Linked DNA regions of Mus musculus: region 1 is linked to region 2. A link is a contact called in public capture Hi-C data. All regions are on one chromosome and are shown on one strand. The core of a region is the stretch at or near the end of the contact, and the rest is flanking DNA. Distances in the headings are between cores, read along the strand shown.

Region 1 (4,434 bases), core at 1,597-4,096, 670 kb after region 2:
ACCATCATCTCTGGGCTTCAGCTCCCGAAGCCCGAGTATTTAATGTGGGATTTAGCTGCTCCCAGACACCGGCGAGGCATTTTTCATCTGTGTGATCTGCAGGTAAATGGCACCTTATTTTTTCAGTCTCTCCTTGCTCACATTACGAATCGTAAATGTCTTACTGTCCACAGGTTCAAGAAGTGTATTAGAGCCCCGAGTATCTCGATCATCTGTAGCCACTGTTGCCGCTGTAATTCCACTTGATCTCACAGCGGGACCTGCTCGAAGGCGCATCAGTAATGAAACACAGTAATTCAAAACTGTGTGTGGTGGAGCATGCCGAAGGCTTATAGATCTGTCTGCACCAACCGGGGATTTTTCAGGCTGTCCAGAGAACCTGAATCTCCTGTAGCTTCAGAGCCTTGGTTTTCATACTGTGTGAGGCTGTCCCTGGGCTGAAATGGCTCTTGGGTCTGGGGTCACTAGGATTATTCACTGAAGAAGGAAATTATGTATAAGCTTTAACATATAATTTAGAATTCCTTATATGTTAAGGAAATTGGAAAGTTTGTAGGTACCTTATGAAGTGATTTAGTGGAGGTAGTCTGGCTGTAAGAGGAGTCACAAGCCCCTCGAGTTCTGATGTCGCTTAGGACAGAAGAGAAGGGAGATGCTCACAGTGCTCACAGAGTTGCCATTTGGATGGAGGGCAGGACTTACAGGGTTTTTTTGTTTGTTTGTTTTTTGCTTTTTCAGTTCATATGCTTTATTAAATGCCTACCACATGCTGGGTAGACATAACACATAGTAATTAAATCTGTATTTTATCTTATAGTGAGCTCTTTCCTTAAAGATTCCACATCCTTTTTCAGGGGGCAAAAGGGGCAGACTTCTCCCAGAACTAGTATTGCCAGGGGAGAGCTGCTGGAGCCATGTGCTGGGCACCCGGAGGAGAAGGCTTGCTAAGGCCAGTGACATGGAGAATCTTGAAGGAAGGGCGGGGATTTCTGCTGGGCTCCCCTGGAGTTGTTCACAGAAGGATGCAGTTTCTCAGGACGGGAAAGTGGGTAGGCGGGAGTGATGTAGATCCAGAGAGGACAGGTAAATAGCTTCCAGCTCCTGAGGAAGCCTAACCTGCTTATCTCCTGTAAAAACCTGGGGTGGTAAATTTAGCATTGTTGAAAAATAGTCATGAAGGTGCTGTGGAGGATGCCTGAGGTGAAAGAGCCTGGTACCAGTTAGGAGCCTGTTCATAGCGCCTCTTGAGAGAAGCCAGGGTGCCTGGCATATTTGGGATGTTTGGAGAGTTTCTCTAAAGTGAAGGTAGTAATAGTTCGGGAGTCACAGTGTTGCAGGATGAAGAAGATGACGTCATTTCAGAGCAGACCACGGCATGTAGCTAGTGCTGCACGAGTGTCAGCTGGCTGTGTTGTTAAACATCATTACACCAATCAGGATTTGGAGTATCCCTATGGATTAGAGAGCAGCAGCAAGGGACACAGTGGTGTCAGGTTCCTGCTGAGGGGCAGGGAGTGCTGTTCAGTGGTGGAGTGCTTCCCCAGTGTCCAGTGTTCTGAGACTCTGGGTTCCGTGCCTAGCTTTGCTGAAAGGGGGCACGGGAGTGGGAGAATCAGAGTAGAAGCTGAGCTACCTCGGTCCAGTTTGGTTGGATAGTCACTGAGGTCAGAGTCATCAGGGTCCGCCTTTGAGACCCACTTTTGTTGGAAGCAGTGCTCACTAATGCACTAATGCTTATAAGCTGCTTTGGGAGGCACATTAAGCTTTGAGGAACATAAGCTTGTCGCCACGGCTCTCACAGAACCGAAGTGCGTCCCTCCTTTAGGAAGGGAGAGGCTCTTCTCTTTAGTGGCTGGAAACTTAAGCACTGTATGGTGAAGCTCTTTTCTCTGGTACATGATGGCTGATTCTTGACTGTTCTGTCTTACTAAGAACCTCTCTACTTTCTGAATAGAGAGAATTTATAAGCCAGAAGAATCAGTTTATATAGCTCAACAAAGTATTCATTAATAACACATAGAGGCTCTCAGAGGAAGTCGGTTTTCCTAAACATTTTAAAGGAATAATGAAAATGACTCAGCAGAGCCTAATTTAGTTCCCAGTCCTGCTAGCACGGGGACTGTAGAGTGGTTTGTGTAAACCTAGGCATGTAAAAAGCAGGAGGAAGCCCTGCTGCTGTGTGCCAGAGACCTCATTAAATTTCATTCAGTCTCCTGAATGGCCTGAGACAGAGGTGTTTCACAGATGCTGAGCTGAGAGCAGCTAGGTGTGTCTGGTTACAGAGCCAAACACTCAGCACTCTGCCTTATTTGAATAACTTCCTATGCTGATGAAGTTTACATCATTTGCCTGAAGTGCTTTGTTGGAGCTTTGCCATAAAATAATAAATATAATGAGCAAGAAGGCAGGCCCTTATGTTTATTTCCTTTCTGTTTGCACAGGGTCCCAGGAAGTGAGTTGGTGAGTCTGTCACAAAGGCCTATCTATTTTCTTAGCAGGTCCTTCCGTATTCATGGGCTTTGTGTGAATGATGCATAGGACCTTTGACTTAGAGGTAAGGTAGGCGATCTCTCTTCTTTCATGGAAGAGGAAGCTGAAGCTGAGAAACATGAAATGATTTGTCTAGCCACAGTGGGCTGGTAACAGTGGAATTAGAGCCTGGGACAGTAATGCCAAGTAAGGCTCAAGCTTTCATAACTCCTGGACCTGCTAAAAGATGACAGACGTGTATATAATTGATGATTATTTTTGTCCCTGCTAGTCAGCATCTACTGTCAAGGCAGAGCACAGTGATCAGATTCTTCTAAGCTCGTTTCTTAGTCATTGCACAGTGAGCACGGCCTTGTAGGCCTGGGAGCTTCCTGTCTGCTTGCAGGCACGCCCACAGGCAGGTGCACCCGTGCAAGCTCCCCTCTGCTCGGCTCTTGCTCTTGAGTGGTAAGGAAGCAGAAGGAGTGCTCCATGGTGGAGCATTCACTGTCTGGGCCTCTCCCCCAAGCTTGTCAGTGCTAGAGGTACATCGCCAGCATTTCCTGGGGTGCCAGACCAGACATGAGATGGGCCTGAGGGTGTGATGCTGTCCACCTTAGCTGCTGGGGTACTGAGGCAGAAGGATGGCAGGTGCAGGCCCTCGCTGGGCTATCTATGGAGTAAAAGGATGGCTTGAATAACTTAGTGAGATTCTGTCTCAACATAAAGAAGGGCCAGGATGTAGCTCAGTGGTAGCATGCTTGCCTAGCATGTGAGAAGCTGTAAGTTCGGTTCCTAGGATAGAAAAGAAGCTCAAATCAGAGCAAGCCCGAGGTGATGATGTGGTTGCCAGTGGTAGGCCACAAGCAGCAGCTTGGTGCAGAGTTAAGGCCGTACACTGGGGGCTCTGAACTCTGGCTTGGGCTTCAACGCACTTCTCTGATGGAGGCTGCTTTGGATTTGTTTTGAGACCCTACTTAACGTGTAAAGAAGCAGAACCTCGGAGATGTGACTTTGCCATAAGGAAGCATGCTTATTTTCATCCAGACAGAGCTGCCCGGGAACCTCCTGTTACTTCCTGCTTGCCTCTCCTGGGTGGAAGGTCAATAGCATTAGAATTTTCAGGCGCCAGCCTGGGTGGCCAACCTAATGGAGCAGAACAGTTCCAGCTCCAAATAATGGCAGACTTGGAGCAGGGCCCAGTGTAATTAAACCCTGGGGTAAAGAACTTGATGTTGGTCTTGATGCGTTTCCATGAGCAGGCTTGAGGTAGGAGTCTCTATTCCGAGCAAAGGGGAACAATGGCCCTGGAGACTTAGACCACTGTCTTAGAGATCGTTTGGTCTTATATTAAATTTAGACCATGCTAGAAGAGATATGGTTGGCTTATTTTTATGTTTATTTTGGTGGTGGCAGTATTAGGCAGGGTAAAATTTAGTGTTTCTCTACTTATTAAAAGATTTCCCAGTAAGGTTACTTATGAATTTCCAGTAGAGCTAAAGACCGGATAACCTCATGACTCAAAACCTCCTAAAGACTTGAGGTTATGTGACCTTGAGCGGCTCCTTTGTTCTGTGCTCTGTTGTGCATTTAGTTTCTCAGTATTCAGTGTTTCCCTGGCAATCGAACTCAAGCAGATAAAGGTGATAGCCTTGCAAAGGGTATGGTAAGGTGGATTAGCTGGCTTCCTGTGATTGTGACAAAACCCTTGACAGAAACAGTATAGCCAGGTGTGGTGGTGCACGCCTTTAATCCCAGCACTTGGGAGGCAGAGGCAGGCGGATTTCTGAGTTCAAGGCCAGCCTGGTCTACAAAGTGAGTTCCAGGACAGCCAGGGCTATACAGAGAAACACTGTCTCAAAAAAACCAAAAAAAAAAAAAAAAAAAAAAAAAAAAAGAAAGAAAGAAAGAAAGAAAAGAAAGAAAGAAAAAAACAGTGTAATGGGGCGGTTGAGAGGGCTCAGT
Region 2 (4,057 bases), core at 1,214-3,713:
ACTCCCCGGAGACAGAAAAGACTGTTCTGCCGCTACCATGATGGGAACCGGAATCCTAAGTTCATCCTGGCCCCAGCCAAGCAGGAGGACGAGTGGGACAAGCCCCGGATTATCCGTTTCCATGACATCATCTCTGACGCGGAGATTGAGATTGTCAAAGACTTAGCAAAACCAAGGGTAACTTTTTCTTCTCAGTTTACCAGATATGTGTGTGTTAATCTTTTAATTTGCAAGGCGACAGGAAGGATAACTGGGGCGGCTGTAACTTTAGATGGTTTTAACTGTTACTGCCTCAACACAACAGTGTTAACTTAGAGTTTACACTAGTTGTCTCAGTTTGTTATCCACACAAGTAACATATCCTATAGCTGGGCTTGACACAGTGAGTAGTGAACACTGTAGATATGTGTTCATACACAGAGTCAGTGGTTTGCTGTCTCACTGGAAGACCTTTCGCGTAGGTCATAGCTCTCAGTACCACTCAGAGCTCAATTTTTTCATGCCTAGTATTTTTTTTATCTGAATGAATACTCCAAGTATTGTAATTTTCCTTTAGACATAATAATAGTAGAAAAGTATAATTAGGAACAGATATCTTGCTAGTTTTAAAATAGTATTATATAGTTTACTAATTTTAGTTTATTATTATTGTGTTAAATTTTTCTTTTATGTGTATGGGTGTTTTGTTTGCATGAGTGTCTGTACCATGTGCATGCAGTGCCCATGGAGGCCAGATGAGTTAGATCCTCTGGGACAGGATTTCTGTGTTCTGCCTGCACTGCAGGGAATCCAACCTTGGTGCTCTGCAAACAAGTGCTCCAAACTGCTGAGCCATCTCTCCAGCCCCCTTAATCTGTATTAGTAAGAAAAGTAGTTGAATGTGAATTATGCCAAATTCTACACTTTCAGTGTTTGGCATAGAAACTTGTCTTTTGTGTGAGAGTGTAGAGTGGAGACTACCTCTCTGCCCTTACCTTTTCCTACCATCTTGTTCTTTAAGACAGTACATCTTATTAAAGATAAAATGCAAACTTTTGTAGACATTATTAAGTACATTCTGATTATTAGTTTTTCTTCCATAACATGTAAGGTTGATCTATTTCTCTAAAGGCTGAGGTAGCAAATGTTCTAGAGGGCTTTGTCATCTGTGTGGTCTCTTGTCACGACTGCTCAGCTCTGCCATCTGGTGTAAAGGCAGCCAAAGAAAATAGGAAAATAAATGAGGTGGTTATGGTACAATCAAGATTTTATTTCTAAAAGCTGATGGCAGTTTATTTGGCTAGTGGGTTTGCTGGCCAGGTGTGTATATACTTAGATAAATTTCAAAGTTTTTAAAGTTTTATTATTTTTCCAAATTAACACTTTTTTTCCCCCCTTAAATCATGTAGTTTTTGTGATGCAATGGGTGCTGTCCAGAGATATAGCAAATTGGCTGCCTAGCAGAAAACCTCTTAAAATCATTCCATATTTTCTCATTCTCTTTAGAATTCCTAACTCGGTCCCTTATTTATAGTCAGACCCAGTTTACCAGTATTTCTTGGTAGAATCTTTGTTAAGAATTCACTTTTGAGATGGAAGGCCCCAGGCTTCATAGGAAATGTTTTAGTTGAGATTATTTTTGAGCAGTAAATTTAGTGGCAGTGAAAGTTAATTTTTCTGTTATTTCAGCATCAACCTCCCATTTAAATTTTGTTTTTTTTATTCTCTTGGCTGTCAGCATTTCTGTTAAGACTATGCATTCCTTTTACCTGCATGGCTGTGGAAAGGCTGTTTTACTGTACATACTGTTAAGTACACACTTTCTCTTGAAAAGAGGAAAGAATGACCTTAAAATAAATTTTAGACAATATTGGGACCCTCTAATCATGTTGTCACGAGTCACAATCTGAGGTTTTAGAGTCCATGATTAATTAGTTACAAATGGCCATTCTTATAATATCAATGGTACTTTGCATTTTAGAGCCTTTTCTTCACGTTATCAATGTTCTATCCTACTGAAGAAATTAATTCCAACCTTTTCTGTTTGTGTGACCTCTATTCACGCAGTGAAAAGCAAGTAAAATAGTTTTTAAGAAACATAAAACTAACTGGCTTTCAAGGCGCGACACAAGGTGATTGGAAGGGTATTGAGTTATTTTCTATTCACCTTCTTTTGTTTAAAGAAGAAAGAAAAGAAAACCCAGCATTGTGGCTGGTTAGGGAAATGTGATCGTTTTTTTGTCTTGTAATGCAACTGTTTTGACGGTTGGCTTCACAGCTGAGGCGAGCCACCATTTCAAACCCAGTAACAGGAGCCTTGGAGACGGTACATTACAGAATTAGCAAAAGGTAAGATTGGATGCCACATACTTTCCTCCTAACGAGCGTTTTGAACATCCTACCAGAATTCTTCTTAACCGAAGTGGATCGTCTCCAGTCTCCAGCTCAAGTGGCCGCCATACACTCCAGAGCAGTGCGTGAATGAGTGCTTGTGTTTCACGGGTTTTCCCTTGACTAGAAGTTCTGGTTTTTAATCTCTGATTGGCCTCGAGTTTCAGGAACTAAGTGCATTGTCATGATCAGGTATTAAACACTCAGGAAATTGCCTGGTCCTTTTCTTTTGCCTTTGTTGTGAGCATGTGAAATTAAGAAAGAAAAAAGAGGCAGTGTGTTCACCCAGGGTGGAGTGCTGCTCACACACCCTCCCCTGTGGTGATTGTCTGCTGTTGTCTTTTACCTCCAGGCTGTCCTTGTCATATGGAGTAATCTGGTCTGAAGTTTTTTATTAAAACAAAAACAAAAACCAAGCCACTGGCCTACAAGTTGGCTCTGGAAAGAGCAGCTGTGCTTCTGAGCTCAGCCTTCCAAATCACTTCCCACCTCCGTTGACTTGGATGGTTTAGAGAAAAGCCAGCTTGTCTTGATGAAAGTTTCAAAATGATCAACTAATTTAGAAAACTTGTTGATCTATATTTGAAGCATTAAACTTCTAGACTTGGGAGAGCTCCTGTGAAACCCACTGCTGCAGATCATTGACATACGCCTCAAAGGGTTTAGTCTTAAAAAAGTGAAAGGACAATAAATACATTTACAGTCAGATTCTCTCCGGACGAACGAACGAGTGGCTCTTCTTGCCACCTTTCTGAGTGTTTTATGATTCGAACCATTACCCACCAGGCAGACCAATCAATCCTTCCAATCACCTGTGGCTTGGCAAAACAGAGAACAAAGCCCAGAGACAGCCTGCTGGAGTGTAAGCCTTGTCCTTTCTCTTTTTTCTTTTTGTAGCTGAGCCGAGCTACAGTACATGACCCTGAGACGGGGAAATTGACCACAGCACAGTACAGAGTATCTAAGAGGTAAGGGAGAATGGACAGAACTTGAGGCATATTTGGAGTGCTCTTTCCTGAGGATCTAATTTTGACCATATTTATATGATATAGTTTCTAAGACCTAGATTTCAGATCAAGCTTTTGGTATGTGTACTTGATTTTCACGATGGACCAATAGACAGATACAGGCAGTTCCATGCAATTCCTAGTCATTGACTAGTATACAGTGAATGCCAGGGGAAGCTCTGGCAGTGCCAACCGATAGGGAAGAACTTCTAAAAGGCTCTGCCCAGAGCAAGACCCAAGGCAAACTCTGCCGTGAAGCTGGGGCTATATGGGTCACTAGTAGCTGTTGAAGAAATGTCTAGAAGGACAAAGAAGCTACTATAAGTCAGTTTAAAATCCCTTGCTTTTAGCAACATTTAGAAGTAACTTTTAGAGTTAACCATGGTACAACTCAGCTGCATAACTCAGAGTTAGGGGCTGAGTGAGTTAGTATAGCATTGACCTCTCTGTTGGCTCACGGGATAAAAGGCTGCTCAGATCACAGTGAAAACAGGAATGTCATTGCACTGAATTGTTTTAGTCTAACCCTAAGTAATATTTTTCCACAGATGCAACAATTATAGAAATAATCTTGTTATAAACATTTAATTTTATACATTGCCCATCTTGTTATTTATATTGATAGTAATTGCTCAATCAATTGCTTAGATTAATGTGTATAATAATAGCTGAAACAATTC

The links. Capture Hi-C pulls out chosen DNA fragments and counts their contacts.
Region 1: a capture Hi-C map of embryonic stem cells shows a contact between it and region 2, with 2.8 times the contacts expected there. The contact joins two enhancer-like sites. A contact is called at or near these places in 3 of 39 promoter capture datasets (liver, pre-B cells and second pharyngeal arch cranial neural crest), 3 of 115 datasets of contacts at active chromatin or transcription factors (acute myeloid leukemia and embryonic stem cells) and 1 of 9 other capture datasets (embryonic stem cells).

What each region holds. Positions count from the first base shown.
Region 1 is chr10:60,025,550-60,029,983 of GRCm38.p6, forward strand. All of the region lies in intron 5 of Ascc1 (activating signal cointegrator 1 complex subunit 1), which reads left to right. Among named protein-coding and RNA genes, the nearest start is that of Anapc16, 25 kb to the left of the region's middle. Within about 2 kb of position 2,847, at least 113 of the 459 cell types and tissues checked have an H3K27ac peak or open chromatin away from gene starts, as enhancers often do. A contact at or near this core is called in embryonic stem cells, where this site is marked.
Region 2 is chr10:59,352,083-59,356,139 of GRCm38.p6, forward strand. P4ha1 (procollagen-proline, 2-oxoglutarate 4-dioxygenase (proline 4-hydroxylase), alpha 1 polypeptide) reads left to right here. Exons shown (of 15, transcript NM_001316371.1): 8 at 1-177; 9 at 3,268-3,338. Among named protein-coding and RNA genes, the nearest start is that of P4ha1, 31 kb to the left of the region's middle. Within about 2 kb of position 2,464, at least 9 of the 459 cell types and tissues checked have an H3K27ac peak or open chromatin away from gene starts, as enhancers often do. A contact at or near this core is called in embryonic stem cells, where this site is marked.